Regions from separate parts of the Sus scrofa genome. Here region 1 is linked to region 2. A link is a contact called in public HiChIP or PLAC-seq data. All regions are on one chromosome and are shown on one strand. The core of a region is the stretch at or near the end of the contact, and the rest is flanking DNA. Distances in the headings are between cores, read along the strand shown.

Region 1 (4,751 bases), core at 487-2,986, 240 kb before region 2:
ATAGGAGACTACAGAAATGTTGATGCCTGGCACAACTGTGCTCTTCCTCATTTGATATTAAGGGAACTTTGATGTAAAAGTTTAAAGAGCATTACTAAGTACACCACCCTCAAGGAAAAAAAGATCCATGGAGATCCTGCAAGGGGAGTTCCCGTAGTGGCTCAGCAGAAACAAATCAGACCTGGAGTTCCCGGTTGTGGTGCAGTGGTTAATGAATCCGACTGGGAACCACGAGGTTGCAGGTTCGATCCCTGGCCTCGCTCAGTGGGTTAAGAATCCAGTGTTGCCGGGACCTGTGGTGTAGGTTGCAGAGGCAGCTCAGATCCCGAATTGCTGTGGGTGTGGTGCAGGCAGGTGGCTACAGCTCCAATTGGACCCCCAGCCTGAGAACCTCCATATGCCTCGGGTGCGACCCTAAAAAGACCAAAAAAAAAAAAAAAAAAAAAAATCTTGCAAGGAAGGTAGTGAAAATTAAGCAAGTATTAACTTCTCTTCTTGAAAGCCAAGGAAGATGACTGCCTCCTTGGGCAGTAAAGCCTAGATATCCCCCACCTGGGTTACTAGGACAGTTTCTTAACCTTTACCAGTAGTCTTTCCCCTCCAAACCACTTTGCCACCTGGTAAGCTTTTCAGTGTTATGTCTGGCAACGCCATTCCCTGCTTAAAACTTTCAATGGCCCCATTTCTCAGGGATAAAGTAAACTTTCAGGCTTCCTCTCCCACCATTCCATACCCTCTCCTCTCCCCAAGACCCCAGGTGGTAGGTTCACTCTGCCTATTACTCTCACCTCCTAACCCGGTTGGTTAGATCCCATTCAAACCCTGCAGAATTCTCTTTCTTCTCCGAAAGCGCACACCCCTCCCTTTCTCTGAGCTGGTGCCCCGCCGAACTCTGCTCCAACCACAACACTTAGGACACTGGCTAGTTCTTATCTATTTATGCATTTGTCTCGTCTACTGCACTGGACCATGTACTTCATGAACGCAGGGATCTGAGGCGGAGCTGGCCCACTGGGCACATCAGAGGATATGAGATTCTCCCCTTCACATACAGAACAAATGGGCGTCAGGGATGGAATACACATGTGGCCATCATCAAATGCAAATTATTCAGTTTTAGAACAATGGGCTGTCACGTACTGGCAGCGTCAACCTCTCTGGGGCCTCAGTTACTCAAGGGTAAAATGGGAATACTAACGACAATAGCATCTGCCTTCCCGGATCGGGAGGGGACTCGGTGAGACGTGCCACCGTTGGTTGCCGTTGTTATCAGGCCTGGAGCACTGGGCGCAGCTCAGCACGGGCGACGGCAGGCGCTCGCTGCCCACGGGGACAAAGCGGCGGCGCGGCCCGGCGCGACAGGACGACCCCGGCCAACCTACCTCGGTAACTGTGGATGCGGCGGCCCGTGCCGGGGGGGAGCGTCGGGTAGGGCTGCGGCTCGCCGTCGAAGTTGAGCCACACGGGCAGCACGACGCGCGGGCTGCGGTTGCAGAAGATGACCTGGGACGGCTCCCGCGAATTCACCGAGCGCAGCACAGGCCGGGACCGCCCGGCCTCCATCTCCTTGGCGCCCAGCTCTTTGGAGTCAGACTCTTCCGTGCCAGACTCGGCGCCCGCCTCCTCCGCGCCGGCCCGGGCCTCTTCCGCGTTCCCCGCCTTCCCAGCCTTCCGGGGCATTACGTCGGACAGCCTGGACTACCCGGGCCTCGCCGGGCGGGGCGGGGGCGGGGCGTGCGTGCGCGTCCCCGGGCCTGCGCGCTGTTTTCGCGCGCGCTCGATGGAGAGGGTGGGCTACACCCCCTAAGATGGCTGGTTTGAGGCTGCGCGCATGCGCAGGTGCATCCTCTAAGCAGGGGCCGAGACCTTGCTGAGGCCGAGGCTATCACTGGCTATCCGGATGCCCGGTTTCCCGTATAAGTTGGATTCATGTGCGACCCATACGTTTTTGGCACAGCGTTCTTTAGCTCCATTCATTCTCTTAAGACCTTCGTGGTTTTTGTTATATCCTGCCCAACATCTGCGCTGTTTAATAATTTTCTCATTGATCATTTTTCTCTTTTGTCTCCATTTTGGGTCACAAAATTCGAATTTTGCACAGAAAAGTAGAATAAAGTGAAAATTTAGCTATCATCCCACTTCCCCCAGCCGCCTAGAGGTCCCTGGAGGCAACAAATATCATCAGTTTTTTTGTTCTTCCCTTCCAAGTTGTTCTACACATACGCAAGCAATTAAACATGTTTAGGAATTTTTTTTTTTTTTTTTTTTCGCCACCTGGGCATGCAGTTCCTGGGCCAGAGATCAGATCTGAGCTGCAATTGCGACCTATACTGCGGGTGCAGCGACGCTGGATCCTTTAACCCACAAACCTGTGTCCTGGCGCTTCAGAGATGCTGCCAATCCTGTTAGGTCACAGTGGGAACTTCAAAAAGGAATTTAATATCACTACAGTCAATGGAAATTCATTTACTATAGAAGGGTACAGTGGAACTAATCTCAAAACAAGTTACCGGGTTTTATCTATTAAACAAACGTAAAGGCGCTGAGCCTGCACTCTTCTTAAACAGCCAGGCGTTAGATGTTAGATACTGAGTGTTTAGTTGTTAAGTCAATTTTTTTCTGGACATAATTAGAAAGATTAAAGGAAACTGAAAAGGGAATCATTTTCATAGTTCAGTCTCTGCACTCTGTAATTCGTACCCACCTGGGTTCTCATTCCAGGTTTAGCTTCAAGTATGTGATCTTATTGCAGAAACCCTGGCAGCGGAAGGAGACAAAGGGCACTTGGAGATGCAGACAAAAGAAGGGTTTATTCAGCCCCTGTGCAGGCTCAGAGGAGCTCAGGCTCCAGAGTCTGAGCACCAGGTCTTTGGTCTCAGCAGCTTTTATACAATACAGCGTCTTGTTCTTTCCATGTAAGCAGCCAGGGACCTCCCCTTTCCCCTAGCAGACAGTGTTCCTGCCTAAGAAACTGAGCAAGCAAGGTTGCAGAAGCAAAACTGATAAGCAATGCTTGGATCACTCACTATTAGCAGGGCTGCTAGCTTGGACATAGGGCATGAAGTTGCTACAGAATTACAAGAAGGATGGTATGAGGCCAGCATAGGTGAAAAGGCAGGGGTGTGTGTGGGGGGTGTCCCTTACTTAAAACTCTTACTTCAATCTTGGGCAAAACTCCTTAATTCTCTGAGACTTTAATTATTCATATTTGAAATTGGCATTTTTAAGAAGTACCTATGTCCTATAAGTATGAACTAAGTGGAAGTATTCAATGCCTAGCCCAAAGCAAGCAGCAAAAAGTGGCAGTTACTATTCATAAAGAGGAGTAAAGTACTGTCTCTACCCTCAAAATCTGCTGGGCTCCTGGGAAAGTATAGGACATGTAGATTGTTTTTAATTTTTTTATTGAAGTATAGATGTAGAACATGTTTTATTAATAGCTATAAAAGAACAGGTGGAAGGTGACTAGCTGAGCTGAAAAGAATTAGGTAGATCTTCCCCAGAGGGGTTAATGGCTGAGATGTACTTTGAATAAAAACTGAGTTTTGCCTTCCCAATTCCCATCGTACAAATACCCAGCCTGTGTGTCAGATCAGGGCCAAGGCCCATGAGGAGACTGGGCAGACCCCACAGTAGGCACTGATTCCCCAACCCAGTTTGTTTCTCATTGATTTTTTTTTTTCTTTTTAGAGCCACACCTGTGTCATATGGAAGTTCCCAGGCTAGGGGTTGATTCGGAGCTGTAGCTGAGGCCTACACCACATCCAGAGCAATGCCAGATTCGAGCCGTGTCTACGACCTACACCACGGCTCATGGTAACGCCAGATCCTTAACCCAATGAGTGAGGCCAGGGATTGAACCCATATCCTCATGGATACTAGTCAGGTTTGAAACCCGCTGGGCCACAGCAGGAAATCTGTTTCTCATTGATTTTATACTCACTGCCTCCAAGCCCAGGACTCTTACAGGCCTACCACTTACTGAAAACCCACCTGATGGCCCAAGCCAAGAAGGGACACATATTTATGACCATAGACCAGCACTATACCTAACAGAGCCCACAGACCTAACATTTAAAAGAAATATCAGGGGGAGTTCCCATTGTGGCTCAGCAGAAACTAATCTGAGTAGTATCCATGAGGATGCGGGTTTGATGCCTGGCCTCAATCAGTGGGTTAAGGATCTAGTGTTGCTATTAGCTGTGGTGGAAGTCTAAGGTGCAGCTCAGATCCTGAGTTGCTATGGCTGTGGTGTAGGCCAGCACCTACAGCTCCAATTCGACCCTAGCCTGGGAACTTCCATATACCTCAAGTGCAGCTCTAAAAAACAAACAAACAAAAAGAAAAAGAAAAAAGAAGAAGAAGAAAGAAAAGAAAAGAAAAAAGAAATAGCAGGCAGAATGGAACAGTTAGGCTTTTTTGTTTGTTTTTGGCTACACCCCTGGGCAGCTGTTCTCAATCAAATCCACAAGTAAAGGAGTTTAGAAATACAATTCTTGGAGTTCCCACTGTGGCACAGTGGGTTAAGAATCCAACTGCAACAGCTCAGGTTGCTGTGGAGGTGTGGGTTCCGATCCCCAGCCTGGTGCAGTGGGTTAAAGTATCTGGGGCTGCCACAGGTGTGGCAGAGGTTGCAGCAGCAGCTCAAAATCAATCTCTGGTTTGGAAACATCCACATGTTGCAGGTGTAGCCATAAAATTTAAAAAAAATTTGGAGGAGTTCCCATCATGGCGTAGCAGAAACAATCCAA
Region 2 (5,307 bases), core at 1,146-3,645:
GATCTTGGCATTTCTGAGCCGGCCCATGTATTGAGACGCCTTGGAGAATCCTCGCCAAAGGACAAGAGAACCTGCAGAAAGATGCGGAGTCGGGGTGGGGCAGCACCCCTTCTCTCTCTCTACCCATCATCTGGATGCCCATCCTCTACCGCTCTTCTCCGGACTCCAATATCGGCCCCAAATCTCCAGGTCCTAGCCGCCTGCCTCGGGCCAGGAGTGGCGGGCCGCAAGGGGCCCTCACCGTCCGGCGGCGGCGTGGCGTCCTCCTGGGTCTTGGTGGGAGAAGGGCCGCGGGGGCGGGGTTCCGCGGCGCCCTGGGCGTGGCTGCGGTCTGGGGAGGACTCGAGGGCGCAACCTAGGAGGCGCGCCAGGGCTAGGCTGCCCTCCCAGCTTTGGCAGCCTGCGGCAGCCTCTTCGGGAAGTCGGAGTTCGGAGTGGCGGGACCAGGGCCATGAGGCGGGAGAACTGGTGCGGGACTCGGGTGGCTGCGGCCTGCGCGGCCAGCTGCCCACCGGGCCCCTATCCCGGCCGTAGCAGGCGGTGAAGCCCAGGTGCGTGGCCCCCGGCTCCCCCGTGCTCAGGAGCTGCGTGGCGCCGGAGACCTGCATGCGCCGCTTGCCGTGCGCACGCGCTTTCCCCGGACCCGAGCCCGCCTCCCGTAGGCGCTCTGCTGCCTCTCGCGGGAGGGCCCAAGAGGGGCCCTCTTTGAGGCCCCGCCCTCTGTTTTTTGTTGTCTTGGAAACCATTCCTGACACAATCGGGCTTCCGGTGACTGGTTGGGGGCTCCTTCCAGAGGTCTGAACACCAGGCCCCACCTGCTCCACACCGTTAATAAACGGGGCGCTGAAGTTGTAAGCACAAAGCACCGGCCTAACAGTGCCCTGATTCTTTACGGAGCGCTTCCTGGGGCTTCACTCATTACACAGTATTCACAGAGGACCTTGTGCTAGGCGATGGGTTAGATGCTGGGGGCCGGAAGAACGAGCTAGACATGGTCCCGGAGCCTACAGCCCAGTGGAGGGAAAACAAACAAGAAGCAAGCAACAAAGGAATAAAATAGCTGTAAGGTATGTGAGAGCAATGAACAAACAATCAACTGAAACCAGGAAGGGGGCATACTTTGGATAAGGTGCTCAAGGTTGTCTTTTCTAAAGAGATGCCATTTAGCTGAGGCCTACTGAATGCAAAGGTAGCAAGGAGTAGGCCAGGGGAGGTACAGCATTCCAAGGAGAGAAAAGTCTCAGCAACAGCACTGAAGAAGGTAAAAACCTTTCTGGGGAACCAAAAGGAAGCCAGTAGCCTGGTGACAGGGGATCAAATCTTCAGGGCCTGGCAGATGGGGTTAGGGTAAGGTCCTTATAGGGTAGATTTAAAAGCCAGGGCAGTCAAGTGCATAATGCACCCCCTTACCCCCACAAATAACTTGGAAATAGAAAAAAAAAAATCATCATTTGAGTCACCTGCAGAAAAAAATAGAAGTCATGCAACAGCCCTCAAGACAAAACTGTAAGAAATCTTTTTGGAGATACTAGGAAAGTGTTACCCTCAAATCTCACAGGTGAGATAAATATGGCACTAAGACGTTAAATCATTTGCCTTAAATCACACGGCAGAGGCAGCACTGGACCCCAGGTCCAACTCCAAAGCTCCACACTTAAACAGTATTAAACACAAGTCCACATTGTCACTCAGAACTGTTGTCTATTGGTCATGTAAATACCAAATGGACAGTTTGAGAGGGCAACTCTAGCAGCATCTAAGAATCCAGCTTTGTTTGGTCACTGTACATCTGCTCATACAGCAAAGATGGGCCATCTGCTCAGCTGTCCAGCCAACATCTACCACTGAGATCACCCTTTCCAAACCTTTGGCTGGTGACTGGGCTTTCCAAAAGGCATGTCCTCAGGAGAGGGTTAGCTGATTGGCAACCATCCAGTCAGTACTCATCAACTGGTAGATTTGGTTTTATGGGCTCTAAACCTTGGGAGATAGACCTGTGACAAATCAGAGTTCTGGCTCACACAGGCAGTGCTGTCCAGTGAGGGTGGAGTGAGCCACTGCCAAATTCTAGTGGACATCCAGCTTCACTGTGAGCTCCTTTACATTCGCTGGAAACTAGGAAATAGCCATGTGCCTGAGGCAATGTCATAAAGGGGATAATAGCTTTCAAGCTGCCCCCACCCACAGCCCCTCCTCCTTTTAACATCACCTTGTCCTGTTCCAAGAGACCTTTTGGCCTAAAGCAAGAAACTTTTGAAAGCTCAGCTCAAAAGCCAACCCTCTGAACCTCTCCCCAACTTCCTTTTCCATAAATACACCCTTTCTTGGCACCCAAAGGCTTACATTAGTGATTATGAAACACTTCAGTGCAGCTATTTACACACCCAGCCTTTGTATTGTCCCCTCCCAAGACAGGGATAATGTCACCCCCCCCCCCAATGCCTAGCGCAATGGAAGTTACCAAACAGCTTGAATACTGGGCTGGTGGAAAGATCAGTTGTTTATTCAGTACCTATATGGCAGGTACTATGTTAAATTTACATTATCTCCATTTAGAGATTAAAAAACTGAGACAATATAAATAACCTGCTTAAATTCAGCAGCAAGAATCAGGACTCAAACAGTGTTTTGGTTTTGGAGTTTTTTTCTTTTACTTGAAGATGTCACTAAGATTTAGTGCTGTCTACTAGAACTTGCTACGATAAGGGAAATGTTCTATCTACTGGGTCACAGGGGAGGCATTACCCACCAGTAGCTATGGAACACTAGTGGGACTGAGGAATTGAATTTCAAACTTTTTGGGGGGGTCTTTTCTAGGGCTGCACCTGTGCCATATGGAGGTTCCCAGGCCAGGGGTCTAATTGGAGCTGAGCCACCAGCCTATGCCAGAGCCACAGCAACGTGGGATCTGAGCCTCATCTGAAACCTACACCACAGCTCATGGCAATGACGGATCCTTAACCCACTGAGTGAGGCCAGGGATCGAACCCGCAACCTCATGGTTCCTAGTCAGATTCATTAACCACTGAGCCACGCAGGAACTCCAAATGAGCTCATCTCTTATGTGAAAAGAACCAAAGCTCTACACAAGCAGAGAGCGTAGTTTCAGCAACAGGAGGAGCCTGGACTGCAATACAGGTCTCTTGGGTTAGGGCCCTTGGCAAGGTTAATGTCAAGGGCCAATCAGACAGCTGTGGTGGGGACCCCGAATGCCAGCCACATGGTTTTGTAGAAGAGCGAGTCCTACCAGCTCTCCTTTCACATATACACACAGAGCACAGACCTCATGCAGCCCCAGAGGGGCAAGAAGAGACTTTAATTAGGGGAGGGAGGATCCACCAGAATAAGAAAAGGTACAGTGAGCGAGGGAGCAGAGGAGCCACAGCAGGCGGAGGGCCCAGCTGGAAGCCCCAGAGAACTCACCTCTCTACCTCTAGCACAGGCACTGCACTGACAGACAAGGCAAAACAGCAGCCCCTCTCAGCTGGGAGGGCAAGAAGTGGCCCCTGTGGCCAGAGGTTGCCTAGCTTCCAGGCCCTAGCTCCTAGGCATGGCTGGTGGCCACCAGTGCAGCCCTTGGCCCCAACCAGTGCTGGATGGCCATCTTCAGGCAGAGCTCAGGAAGCTGGCAGAGGGCCCCCACCGCTTCTACTGGATCCACAGAATAAGAGGATGAGGGAGAGGAAGTGGAGTCTGAAACCTCCCTCCCTCCCCACCTGGGGTGGCTCTGGCGAGGAACAGTAGTCGCCTTCTGGCTCCAGGCCCGCCCAGACCCACAGCGACCAATAAGGTACAATCACTGGGACCAGTCACAGCCACTGGAGGTGGAGGTTGTTTGTTTAAAAAAAAAAAAAAAAAAAAAGACAAAAGGTTACAGTCTCCTACAAGCACAGAGTTTAAGTTTCAAGACTTAAAAAAAAAAAAAAACCTGTCCCAGCCCAGGGGACAGAACATCAGAAGCCAGCCTGACCAGGCACACATGGCCTTGGGGCAGGTCCACTGCTTTGTTGCCCAGCTAGCAAGCATACCACCCCCCTCCCGCATCTAACGCCCACCCCAACCCAGCTCCCCTCCACTGCTGCTGCCACCGCCGCTCTGGGGAGTAACTCCAGGACGCCTTCGCAGACACAGGGAGCTTGAGGGGGAAGGCCACAAAATCCAGCCAGATGGTTTAGAACTGTCAAGAGAATAAAGAGGAGGTGAATGGTGGTTATTATTGTATCCTGGCAGGTCTGCTGTGGGTAGGTGGGCGAGCTGCCATTGTGCTCAGATCTCTGCAGGGTGGGAGGGAGTTGGGTCCCAGGAGACTCTGTGGGCACACCCTCATTCAGCCAGCATTCAGCAGTGACCTTTGAGGCAGTGGCCCTAAAACCTAGCACTAGACAAGGCAGAAAAATTAAGGGTGACATGGGCTTTTTCCACAGCTCCCCTTGGCTATGCCATGGAGACTGCCAAAAAGCCCTGTCACGGTGCCTTGCTTGGAGAACTGAGGTAGTCTTCTAGAGCTGGAGGGCTCACATGCATTTGAGGATGTAAGTCAAGGGCAGAGGGACCCAGGATCTGGTACTCTGTGTCAAGCTCTGGGTGGTCCTCCAAGCAGGACAAGACTTTGAAATGTTTTCTGCCCTCAAGTATCCCCCACAGTGCCTAGACCAGCCCTGGACATTTTACAGACCAGAGGCTATGGCCCAAAAATGAGCGCTATTTGGCCCACAGTGTTCAAAAGACTATCAAGCAGGAGTTCCTGTCGTGGCTCAGCAGAGATGAATCCGACTAGGAACCATGAGGTTGCTGGTTCAATCCCTGGCCTTACTCACTCAGTCAGTGGGTTAAGGATCCAGCATTGCTGTGGGCTGTGGTGTAGGTCGCAGACGTGGCTGGGATCTGGCGTTGCTGTGGCTGTGGTATAGGCTGGCAGGTATAGTTTTGATTAGACCCCTACCCTGGGAACCTCCATATGCCACAGGCGCAAAAAAAGAGTATCAATCCATGTCCAACCTTGAAAACAGAGAAGTCACTGCATACAGATCCAGATTTTGAAATTCTTTTGATGAAGTCACAAAGGGCTGGAGCTGTGTGCTGGTGATTCTGTTTGGGTGAGGCATATGCTCAGCAGGTCCCCACAGGGTTCTCCTCACTCATGTGTATTACCAATTCGACCCTTTCATGATCAGAGGTTGTCAACCCTGACAGATGCCATGGCACTAGCTTAGATCTGAAAACATAACTCCAAGTCCTTCCCTTACTGCCTGAGGCACCTTGGACATGCAACTTAACTTCTAGAGCCAGTTTATTTCTCTGTGAAAT

Evidence for each region. HiChIP or PLAC-seq counts read pairs in DNA pulled down with a chosen protein or histone mark.
Region 1: an H3K27ac HiChIP or PLAC-seq map of alveolar macrophages shows a contact between it and region 2. The contact joins the promoter of VHL here to the promoter of TTLL3 in region 2. A contact is called at or near these places in 1 of 47 Hi-C or Micro-C datasets (embryonic fibroblasts) and 1 of 2 datasets of contacts at active chromatin or transcription factors (alveolar macrophages).

Annotation. Positions count from the first base shown.
Region 1 is chr13:66,331,520-66,336,270 of Sscrofa11.1, reverse strand. It overlaps VHL (von Hippel-Lindau disease tumor suppressor), which reads right to left and starts at 1,736. Exons shown (of 3, transcript XM_003483214.4): 1 at 1,383-1,736. The coding sequence starts at 1,680.
Region 2 is chr13:66,091,157-66,096,463 of Sscrofa11.1, reverse strand. TTLL3 (tubulin monoglycylase TTLL3) reads right to left here and starts at 2,395. Exons shown (of 11, transcript XM_021069309.1): 1 at 242-2,395; 2 at 1-71. The coding sequence starts at 746. It overlaps ARPC4 (actin related protein 2/3 complex subunit 4), which reads right to left. Exons shown (of 7, transcript NM_001206535.1): 7 at 2,484-4,177. The coding sequence ends at 4,172.